Regions from separate parts of the Anser cygnoides genome. Here region 1 is linked to region 2. A link is a contact called in public Hi-C data. All regions are on one chromosome and are shown on one strand. Each heading gives the region's core, a stretch centred on a gene start, on an enhancer-like site or on the middle of the called end of the contact. The rest is flanking DNA. Distances are from core to core; before and after follow the strand shown.

The links. Hi-C and Micro-C count contacts between places; a contact is called where the count stands out from the background.
Region 1: a contact with region 2 is called in a Hi-C map of liver, with 1.8 times the contacts expected there. The contact joins the promoter of LOC106029739 here to the promoter of VEGFA in region 2. A contact is called at or near these places in 2 of 7 Hi-C or Micro-C datasets (both in liver).

Annotation. Positions count from the first base shown.
Region 1 is chr3:34,436,794-34,442,248 of Taihu_goose_T2T_genome, forward strand. It overlaps LOC106029739 (epoxide hydrolase 1-like), which reads left to right and starts at 4,020. Exons shown (of 11, transcript XM_013171012.3): 1 at 4,020-4,114; 2 at 4,845-5,004. The coding sequence starts at 4,865.
Region 2 is chr3:34,257,934-34,263,046 of Taihu_goose_T2T_genome, forward strand. VEGFA (vascular endothelial growth factor A) reads right to left here and starts at 3,768. Exons shown (of 6, transcript XM_066993857.1): 1 at 3,633-3,768. The coding sequence starts at 3,698.

The DNA.
Region 1 (5,455 bases), core at 2,770-5,269, 180 kb after region 2:
CATAGCTTTGATACGTAGCCTTTAGTACGCCGTCCAGAGATCCAGCCTCTTGGGAGACACGGCTTGGGAACAGCACGTTCAGCTTTGATGCTCTCAGCCTTCAGTGGAGAATTTACCCGTGTCCAGGCTGCCAGGCTCCTGGGTTAGCCTCAGCCACGCTCACTCCATGTGTCCAAGGCCAGGGGGGCTCTGCCTCACATTACGCTCCAGGATTCAACAGGCCTCATCTGCAGCACAGCGGGATCCACGTCCCAGAGCACAGAAAGGGGCCGTGCACCCAGCTCCTGGCACTTGGCGGGGTGCACATGGGGGGACCACCACGTTTTGCGCATCCAAGCTCTGAGCACCAGATCCCAGTGCCCGCTGCCTGCTTCCAATCACCAATATCCCCGAGATTATCCCCAGGGTATCAGTGACCTAAATACGCTGTTTTGGACTTGAAAGTTGCTTTTGTTTTTAATGTTGCAGAGTCTCTAAAAACCAGCACACGTAACCAACTGCCTGTTTCCAAACAGCTGTTGTGTAACTTTGCTCCCCACCCCCTGAGACTGCCTGCCATTCATTTAATGGGCTCGGTTTCACTGGGAAGTGCCTGGGGGAACCTCTTAGCTCCCTAATTAGCAACAGAAGGGGCCAGTCCTTGCTGGAGGTAGCAGTGAAACATTTGTGAGGTCTCCTGAGAATAAGGGAGGCAGAGAAGGGGCCATTTCCAGCTGGGAAAACACTAACTTTTATTCAGCGTACACTGCAGTGCAAAGGACTAAACAGATGGGGAAGGGGGGTACTTGCAGAAGAGAGCTGAAGAAATGAAGATGGGCTTTCTAGGCAAGAAAGGAGCATTTGTGAAGGGGGAGGAGGGAAGAGGAGAGGTTGTCCATGGCCCTTCCAAGTTGTTCATTGCTCCTGCCATCTGAGTTTTATATAAAATACCGTGGAGCAGCCTCGTGGGCTGGCTGCTGGTGGAGGCAGGAGTGAGGTGTTGCTGCGATCTGCTCTCAGATGTTTGGTCTGGCTCTTGTTAATACAATTCAGGAATTAACAGCTTGGAAGCGCTTAGGAGTTCAGTGTTTCCTCTGGGATGTAATCACTGAGGACGAACACAGAGGCAGCCATTCAGGGCTCAAGCAGATTTTGGTGAAAAGCAAATCTTCCGCTGACCAGCTGCACTCCCCGGGGTCTCGCCAGGAAGGTGAAACCTCTGCCCATCCATTGTGGGCAGGGAGACACGCTTGGGGCTCTTCCTTGGCCTCCAGGACACAGCCACATGTGGGAAGCTCTGCAGTCTTTCCTGTGCGATCCCATTGCTGGGCAGTGTTGTTTTCATACAACACCTGTGGAAAGAGACGTGCGTGCACGAGCAGACCCAGCTTGGACCCGTTGGGTTGTGCAGACTGTTCCCCTCCAGAGTTCATGCAGGGAAATGCTGCATTCAGTATCTGGAGCTGTCTTTGGTCTGGGGGAGCAAAGGTCCTGTCAAGCTGAGGAAAGCTTCATTAGTTTTAAGGAGTTTTCTTAAAAGAAAACGAAGAAAATGGAGTGTCACAGAGAAGGTGGGTATCATCAGGTGATGCCATGGGTCGAGCAGGGTTGCATGACAGCCTGAAAAGGGAAAAGGGCAGCCCTGAGGCTCCCAGGCATTGCCCTGCCCTGCAACAGCATCAGCAGCCAGCAGCTTGCCAAGTGGCCACTCACCAACTAAAAAGAAGACAGCTTGCTCTTGGTGTATGTCAGGAGACCACATTCCTAAAGATCCCCTGTTACTGCACAGTCTTTGCTCTCCAGTAATAGTCTCAAGACAGCGAACCTGATTTTGCACATGCAAGAGGAGAATTATATAGTGAATTCTTCATACAGAAAGGTGAAGGGCAGAGCATTACAGCCAGGAGCATAAATATCAGTGAGGGGCTTGTAATCGACCTAAGGGTCAGAATGATCATTTACGAGTTAGCCCAGCATCTCAAGCTATAAAACAGCTGCAGGCAAAGCTTTTGTGCTCCAGTCTTAACTCTGTTCACAATCTCATTTCATAACCAGAAATCACCAACTTTCCTCCCCACGTCTCGGGTTTTGGAACTAATGGCATTTAGGAGGCTTCCATTCCAATTATGTGCAAAGGACAATGAGAAAACCACAAAGTGCTCAAACAGGGAAAAGAAAAAGAAAAAAAAAAAAAAGTGGTTATTTTGTGCACTCTGAGCTCCTCTTCCCACCAGAGGGCACCCATTATTTGCAGAAGTGCTGCGAGTGCCTCTTTTTGGCACTCGCTTAAGCTCTGGTTGGGCTTTTTGGGCTCTCCCTCCGGCAGCACTGTGAATGGCCCTGGGAGAGCTGGCAGGTTATCTTGTGTTTGGCTGCTCCTGCTTGTATCCCGCTGCTGAAACAGGTGGGAAAAATGCATTACGGTTACATTTCCATGTGCATATTTTCTATTGTTTGTGCAGGCGTGATACTGCTGATTGGTGGCAAAAGCAAGGGAGAGAGAGGAAACAAGCCCTCTGTTCACATGGGATTTGTGCAATGGAAACATGAGAGCCTTTTAAAGTTTAGACAGATGCAATACTGAAATACTATATAACAATTCTTCTTTTTTTTTTTCTTTTCTTTTTCTTCCCATGCCAGAACAGCAGCTGGACCAGCAAAATCACAGCACCGGGACAGGGGCAGAAAATGTTCTAATAGTGCTCCAAGGAGGCTTTTTAAAATGGGTTTGATAAAACGTCTATCATTAAGGATAAGGGATCCTGCCCCAGTGCAGGGAGATGCTCTGAGACACTCTTCTATATCCTTTCCTCTGATAGTTACATTTATGGGACGTGCATCACAGCCTCCGGGTAGGTAGCCTAGTTGACACCAACAAGCAGTTTCTGCCTGGAGTTGTGCATTTGGGCCACTAGGGGTTGTAAGAGAGAAGGGGAAAAAAACTTGTTTTCCAGTGGATGGACAAGCTGCTGCAGTACCCCAAAGTGGAGGATTTCCTCCGGAACCCCTTGAGCTCTTTGCTCCAGCACTCACCAAACTCTTGCACATACACCCTGCATTTTATACAGCATGCTAACATCTCAGTTGTTTCAGATTTATCACTGTTTTGTGTCTTATTGGTTGTTTGAGGTTTGGTTTGGTTTTGTTTTTTGCCTTTTAGCCTCAGGATATTAATGGCCTTGGTGTGCCCGCCTATATCTCAGAGAAACCTGTTCTGATAGTCCCAAACCTTTTAGACAGACGGCAGCAACTTGTATCTTTTCTCTGCCGCTTTAACTAGCTCTGCTGGCTCTTTTCCAACATTCCTGGAATAGATATTTTCACTCTCAGTTATTTAAGCCAGATCTTCCTCCTTTGTGCCTTTTCCTAGTCATAGGTAAGAAACAGAATTCTCTCAAGGTCTCTTTTGAATCCTAGAAACATCACTGCCTGTTGTACCCCAACATGTCAAACTACGGGGGTCCTCAACTACCTTTCACCCTGGTGATCATTTTTTCCTCTTGTTGATAGTAATTCTCCAGTCTTAATTACAGCCCCCTCTGCAATCAGGGATGCCATCTTCCAAAAGGCTTCCAGACTTGCTTTTATTTTAGAAATAAGGCCTTAAAGCTAAGTAATCCCAGCCATCTCCCAGGCATAACCAGAAATAGCCGTGGTGTAGCAAGAAATTGAACTTAAACCAAATGTAGGATTTACAAGGTTTTCCTCCTGATAGCTCTTTTGACAGCACAGCAATACAAGACTTGATCTCCGCAGATCTCATTGGTAATGGGACTTTACTTTGAGCATTGCATGGAGGTAGGAGTCATTCCCTCTGACAGTAAAATGTAGCTATCCCTGAAGTGAAACACGGCAAGGACACTGTGCAACAATTTGGGAAAAAAGAAACCTTTATCCAGTAAGATTTAATTGACCATTTGGGAAATGAAATCTAGTTCCCTGAGCTAAATAAAAGCACTAGTTTCTGTGGTATATGAGAAAACTTATCTTTTCCTTTTTTGATGTTTTGTTTTGTTTTGTTTTGTTTCAGCTGCTGCAAATCCCAGGCGCACATGGGATTGAACCACACGATGCACAGGTTGGAAGGGACCCGTGGAAGTCAGCTGGTCCCACCACCTGCACAGAGCAGGTCCAGGTAGGTCAGGTTGCAGAGTGCCTTGCTCCTTACAAATTCTGAATAGCTCCAAGGATGGAGATTCCAGATCTTCTCTGGGACCCTGTTCCAGTGTCCTTTCTGGGACACACTTCAGTGTCTGAATGGGGAACTAATTTATCCTAATATCTAACCAGAACTTCCTTTGTTGCAATTAGCATCCATTACCTTTTGTCCCTCCACTGTTGCTCCCCCAGAAAGAGTCTAGCTCTATTTTTTCTATGCTGTCCACTAGGTAGCTGTAGACAGCAGTAGGATGGACACACGCACACACACACACATTTGCATTCTGTCTTCCAGGCTGAACAAGCACAGGTCTGAGTCTCTCCTCATACAGCATGTGCTCCAGCCCCTGGCAGCCTGGTGGCCCTGCACTGGACTCACTCTGCTCCGTCCTCTACCAACAAGACCAGACCTCAGCACTGCGCTTCCAGACATGGTCTCACAAGGGCCAAAGAGAAGGAAAGGATCGCTTCAGCCAGCCTGCTGGCTAACATATTTGCTGTATAGCCCCATACATAGCTAGCCTTTTTCAGAAGGTCCCCTCCTTGAGTGATTCATTTGAGGACCTCAAATCAGGCTCTGCAGAGCTGCTTTCTGTGCTTTTGGCACCCAGCCTGTGCTGGTGCACAGGTCTATTCCCTCCCCATGCAGGACTTTGTATTTGCCTCTGTTGAACTTTGTTGAACCTAATTTGCATGCGCACACTTAGGCAATAGGTGGCACCAATCAATGATGTGGCTTGCCTTGTCACTGAGAGAGCGTCAGTGCCAAGAGAAAGCCAGCCGAGGAGACACCTGGGTTGCTTCGCTCAGAGCTGCAGCAAGGCGAGGAGGAGCAGACATGTGGCAGGAGGTCCTTCCCAACGCCTGGTGAGATGCCCTCGGGGTGGGGAGGAAGGCCCCAAACAGGGCTCTGCTGTGGTTGGGGTCGGGGAAAGCCCTGCAGGGTAACCCAGGCTGAGCCAAGCCATCGGAGGGTGTGGGGAGCACGCAGCTGGTTTCTCCTGAGCGTGACTGGGGAGGAGGTTGTACTAGACCGAACCTTGCTTTTTGTTGCTCGGAGAGCTGTGTCTCTGGCGTGCTTGATTTGTTAACAGCGCTGAGCTGGTGCTAGTGCCACAATAACTTGTTTCATGCCTCCGACTCACTAAAGTCTGGGATGTAAGTGCACAGGGATATTATTACCTGTTGCATAAGCTGCTCAGCCTCCGTGAGGTGGAGGGTGACATTGTTTGCTTACAGAAGCTTTGTTTTGCCTTGGCAGGGAGCTGTTTAAGGAGGTACCTCCTTAAAAATCACACACCAGATATCAGAGATCATT
Region 2 (5,113 bases), core at 2,518-5,017:
CTGCCCACTATACCAGGAAACCTCTCTGCCCTTTTGGCAGTGCCTTTCACCTGTGGCTAATGCCCTCCAAGCCCGTTCACTCAAACAACAGAGCAGGCAGGGGGTTCTGCCTCGCTTGAAACCAGGCTGCTACATATCATAAAGGGCAATGGGAAGCCAAAAGCCTTCCAAGGGACAAGCAGGCCCAGCGTGCCCTTCGGTGGGAGCCTGAAGGTCACGCTCTCCTCTGCTGTCTTTTGGAATTACCCAACAGCTCGGTAACACAATTTGTTTCCAATAGATTTTCAGCATTTCACAGAGGTGTGGAAGCAAGCCCTGGGCTCGAGAGCAGGGAAAATGCCCCCAGAGAATGGGGCTGACCAGGGGGAAGCTCCTTTTTGTGCCCTTTGCAGGTCGCAGTGAATGCACATCCTGAAGTGGGGTAAAACCCTCCCGAGCAAATAAACCTGCCTCACACTGTCTGTATCTGCACCTTCCCCACCCCCCTTCTCCTCCAAGTGCCAGTACGAAGCAAGTTACTCTCTGAAGGGAGAGAAAAGGTTAATCAAGTCATTCCTCTCCAGCCATCACCCCCCTCACCACCACCACCAGGACTCTTTCTCTCCCTTCCCCTCCCCCTAATCTGTGCAGCCTCATTAAAAGAGCTTTGTAACTGTTTAGGACTGGAACAAACAATCCATCCACTTTGAGAGGGGCTCTGGGACAGGAGTTAAGGCACTTTTCATCTTAGGCGCTAGAAATTCTTCTCAGCGGTTTCTACTTAAGCGGTGGGGGGACTCGCTGCACTCCTTCCCCATTGTACCTACAGACGGAGATCAGTAATCCCGCGAGCTGCCAGCACGGCGCAGGCACCTCTGACACGGAGCAGGACGGACTAGAGACCCGATTCGGGGTCGCTCAGGAATCGGAGAGCCCCTCCGAGACCCCAGCATGGGTTCCCCTCTCCCCTGCTCCTGAAGGAGCCCTCCTCCTCCCGGCGTGTCCCCGGACCGCGGGCCCGCAGCGGCTCTGGGGAAGGTGACCCGTGGTGTCCTGGCTGCCAGGGGGCTCGGGAGGCAGGCTCCGGGGGCTCCCAGCGGGGCCTGGCGCAGAGGCACGCCGAAGGCAGCGCGGCTGGTGGGTGTGTGATCATTAGCAGTCTGGTCACAGGCTCGCTCTCCCTCCCTCCGTGTCTGATCGCTGCCTGTTCCCTGTGGCAATACAGCTGGTATAGCCAGGTCCCTCCACGGTTCGGCGTGGGAAGGGATGAGCTCTCAGCCCCCCACCAGCATGCACCCGCCACCATGCCGCCGCCGAGACCCCTGGACAAAGGAAGATGGGGAAGGACCTGCCTTCCCCCATTCTCTAGGAAACCGGGGACTGGAAGGGGACAAAAACGCAACCTCCCGCACCCTGCGGGGCTACATACACGCCCGCTGGCCAACAGCTGGGAGGGTGGCACTGCAAAACCACCTCTCCCTCCCTCTCCCGCACGGAAGGGCTGGTGCCACGAGCAGAGGCAGACACCTGTGGCATCAGCGCCACCCAGCCCGGGCCGTGACACAATTCCCCGCTGTCCCGGCCTCGCTGCAGGAGCGACCGTACCAGCTCCCTCGGTCAGGAGCCATCCCCCTGCCGCCTTCTCCGGGGGAGCACCGTGATTCCTGCGTCCCTCCTCCCTCGCCTTCAGGAAAGCAGCCTGACACGCGCTGGACCCTGCCTTCCCAGCTCAGCCTCTGCCAGGGCTTTTCTTTAATTCTCTCCAACGCGCCTGGCTAGCTAGATAGGTTTTATTCAGCACGACAGCCTGATTAACACTACAGATAAATATTATCATCAAAGCACAAAACCCTAGTCCCAACGTGAAGAGTCATGCTTTCTGCCGTGCCCAGAGCCATCGTCAAGCTGCCTACGTGAGATCTGCTGGTATTTCCAACGTTCCCATCACCGTGGTGCCCAGGCGACCAACGGACAAATAAGGACAGAACTGAAGGACAGACCTCACCGTCTGTCTGTCTGAGCACTTATATGGCCCGCATCACCCGGCTGTCTGAACATCTCGCGATCTCTCGTGCAATTATCCCCGCAACGCTTCCCACCACCCCACATTTCCCACGCCACCCCGGAATTTTTCCCTACTCTTTCTTTTTTTTTCCCCCCCCACTGTTACCCTCTGTCTTTTCTCAGCAGCACCATCCTCCCGCCTGGGAGAAAAGGCAGCATGAGGCTTTCACGCGACTCCCGAGGACAGGCAGACCTGGACCCTACCTGATCCGCAGCTTCATCTCCGGGGAAGAGGAAGGGGAGGGGAGAAGGAGCAAGGGGAGGGTTGAAGGGTATTATCACTAGACACCGACCCGGAGTTGTCTAACCTACAGCCAGGGAACAGACGCTGCTCTGCAAGTTTACTGAGGAGCTGGGAGGCAAAGAAGCCCTGTTTTCGGTGACGGTGGAAAAACTCTTGGAGAGCGGAAAGAATCGTCCCACGAGCCAAATCTGGCAGGCTGGCTGCACGGAGCTGCTCCGTGACACGCTCTAATGAGAGCTCAGCCTCGGTTCCCATCGAGCACAGCCTAACGTGCGGCTGTCACTGGAGAAAGTAGAGATATAACAGGCTAGAAACAAAGCGTGCAGTGCCTGCATGACTTCGGTTACAGCTGAAATGGCTCCTAATTGGGGAGTTACCTTCCAGCATCGGTGCTGAACAAACAATGTGAATAACTGATTAGTTTGCAAGCGACGTTTATGTTCACGACAGTGGGAGATGATCTGGCCCGCATTCTCGCCAAGAGCTGAGGAGGAATGGCAGGGGAGAACTAGCTCCTTACAGCCCTTAAAACATAATCCACGCCTGCCTAGCATACAGCCACTTTCACGTGGGCACTCTGTCTAAACCCCTTAATATCTCTTGGCAACACAGCCCTCTTGACTCTTTTGAAAACAGATTTATAGGACAGGTTTGCACAGAAAGCTGCCTTTCTTTTTCTCTCTCCTTTTTTTTTTTTTTTAAAGGAGAGAAAGACAAGGAGGAAGAGTCGGTTTCTAATCGCTCAGGAATGACAATGAGGCAAAAGTAAAAGTGACCGAGGAAGGAGAGAAGGGAAAAACGAGGGGTTTTGTAATCTCGGTGCAGGAGATATGCATTTTGAAAAAAAAAAATCAATCTGGAAGAAATTCAGGATCCATTTTGTCCTCTTTGATCTCTATTTGTTTTTCCAGCTAGGTATTTTGAACTCCACAAGGCAGCGCGAACCCGAGCCGGGACCCAAGGCAAATACCGCCGAAACACCCTTTTGCAATGTCAGGAGAGCCGAGGCCGGCAGGAGAGAGGCTGATGCAAGAAGCCAGCGCGCTGCCTCCCCTCCTTTGCCTTCCCTTCCCTTCCCTGCCCCGCGCAGCGCCGCGCAGCGCCCCGGCCCCGCGGAGCCCCACGGCGGGGGCGTGCAATGCGCGCACATGTGCGCGGCCCCTCCGCGCCTCGCCCCCCTCGCACGGGCACAGCGAGCAGGTGGGAGCCGAGGGAAGGGGGAATAAATTTTTAAAAAAAAAAAAAAAAAAAGGAAAAAAAACCATTTTTTTTCTTAATTTTTCCCGCCCCCCCAACCCCTTCCCCTCCGCACGCGGGGGCACAAAAGCCCCGTCCCGCCGCTTACCTCCGCGCTCTGCAGATAGAGCAGCGCCGCCAGCCCCCAGTGGATCCAAGTGAGCAGAAAGTTCATGGTTGCCGCCGCACGCCGCGGAGGAACGGGGCCCGCCGCGCTCCGCCTCGCCTCCGCCGCCGCCCCGCCGCCGCCGCCGCCGCCGCCCCGCCGCGCTCTCGCCCGCGCCTCCTCCGTGCCCTCCTGGGGTGCCGCCGGCCGGGCGCTGCGAGGGGCTCCGGGGGAAGGGGGGCTCCTCTTCGGGGCGTCCGCGTTCACCCCTCCATAAGGCCGGCTCTCCGCCGGCGGCCCCCGCTGCTGCTCCCGGTGGGCGCTCCGCCGGGCCGAGCGCAGGCTCCGCGGCCGCCCCGCCGCCGCCGCCCGGCCCCCGCCGCCGGGCAATCCGAGCTCCACAGCGGCAACCGGGGCAGGCAGAGGCACCCGCGCCGCGCTCGCTCTCGGCTTCGCGCACTCACGCCAAAGTTTGCGGGGAAAAGTTTCAATGCATCTCTTTTCCTGCGCGCCCCCCACCTCTTCTTCGCGGCGGCTGCCTCCCCCCGCCGGGGGGATGGAAGGGGCTGAGCCCGCCGCCGCTCGGCCGTCCACCGCTTTTTAAAAAAAAAAAAAAAATCAGAAGAGGGCGAAAAAAAAGAAAAAGAAAAAAAAATCCAAACTGGCTGGAGAGGGAGGCAACCGGGGCGGAGAAGAGGGGAAAAGGGGGGGGGGGGGGGGGGGGGGGGGGGGGCTCTGCAGGAAAGGGAGAGAAAAAAAAAAAAATCCAAAGTATAGGTGGGGGGGAAAAAAAAAAAAATTCAATTAAACGGGAGGAGGATAAAGCAAGGCGGCGAGCCAAGCGCAGGTCCCGGTGCCCGGGGAGGGCTGAGGTGCTCCCGCGGCGCGCTGTCCCCCGCCGGCTCGGCGTGCGCTCCTCGCCCCCCGGCGCCGCGGCAGCGGCGGCTCCGCGCACTCCAGCGGCGGCTCCGCGCAGCGCCCGCTCCCCGCGCAGCGCCCGCCCCACCGCCCGCTCGCCGGCGCTCTGCAACTGCTCGGCGCGGCCGCGGGGAGAGACGCTCCGCCGAAGTCCCACCCTCTCTGGCGATTCCCCTCCCTCCTTCCCCTCCCCTCTCGTCCTTGCGGCTCTGGGCGAAAAGGCCACGGAGGTAAAAGGGGGTGCGCGGCGCGCCCCCCCCCCCCCCCAAAGCTCGCCCCACTCGGGATCGTGTCCCCCACCCCGTCCCCCACCCGCGGTTCCCACGATGCGCGCCCACCTTTTTCCCCCACCCGCCCCACCCCGGCAGCCCCACGGGCGCGCTTTCTGCCCCGCCGAGCGATGCGTGAGTTCGGGTCAAAATTCACCTCGCCCGCCCGTGGGAATCGCTCCAAAGTCCAGCAGAGCCATTTGGGGGGAGGGGGCAGCAGGGGACAAATTGCCATCCCGGCCGCCGCCCGGCCCCCCAAGCCCTTTGCTTTGCAGCTGCGGTGATTTCTTAGCACCT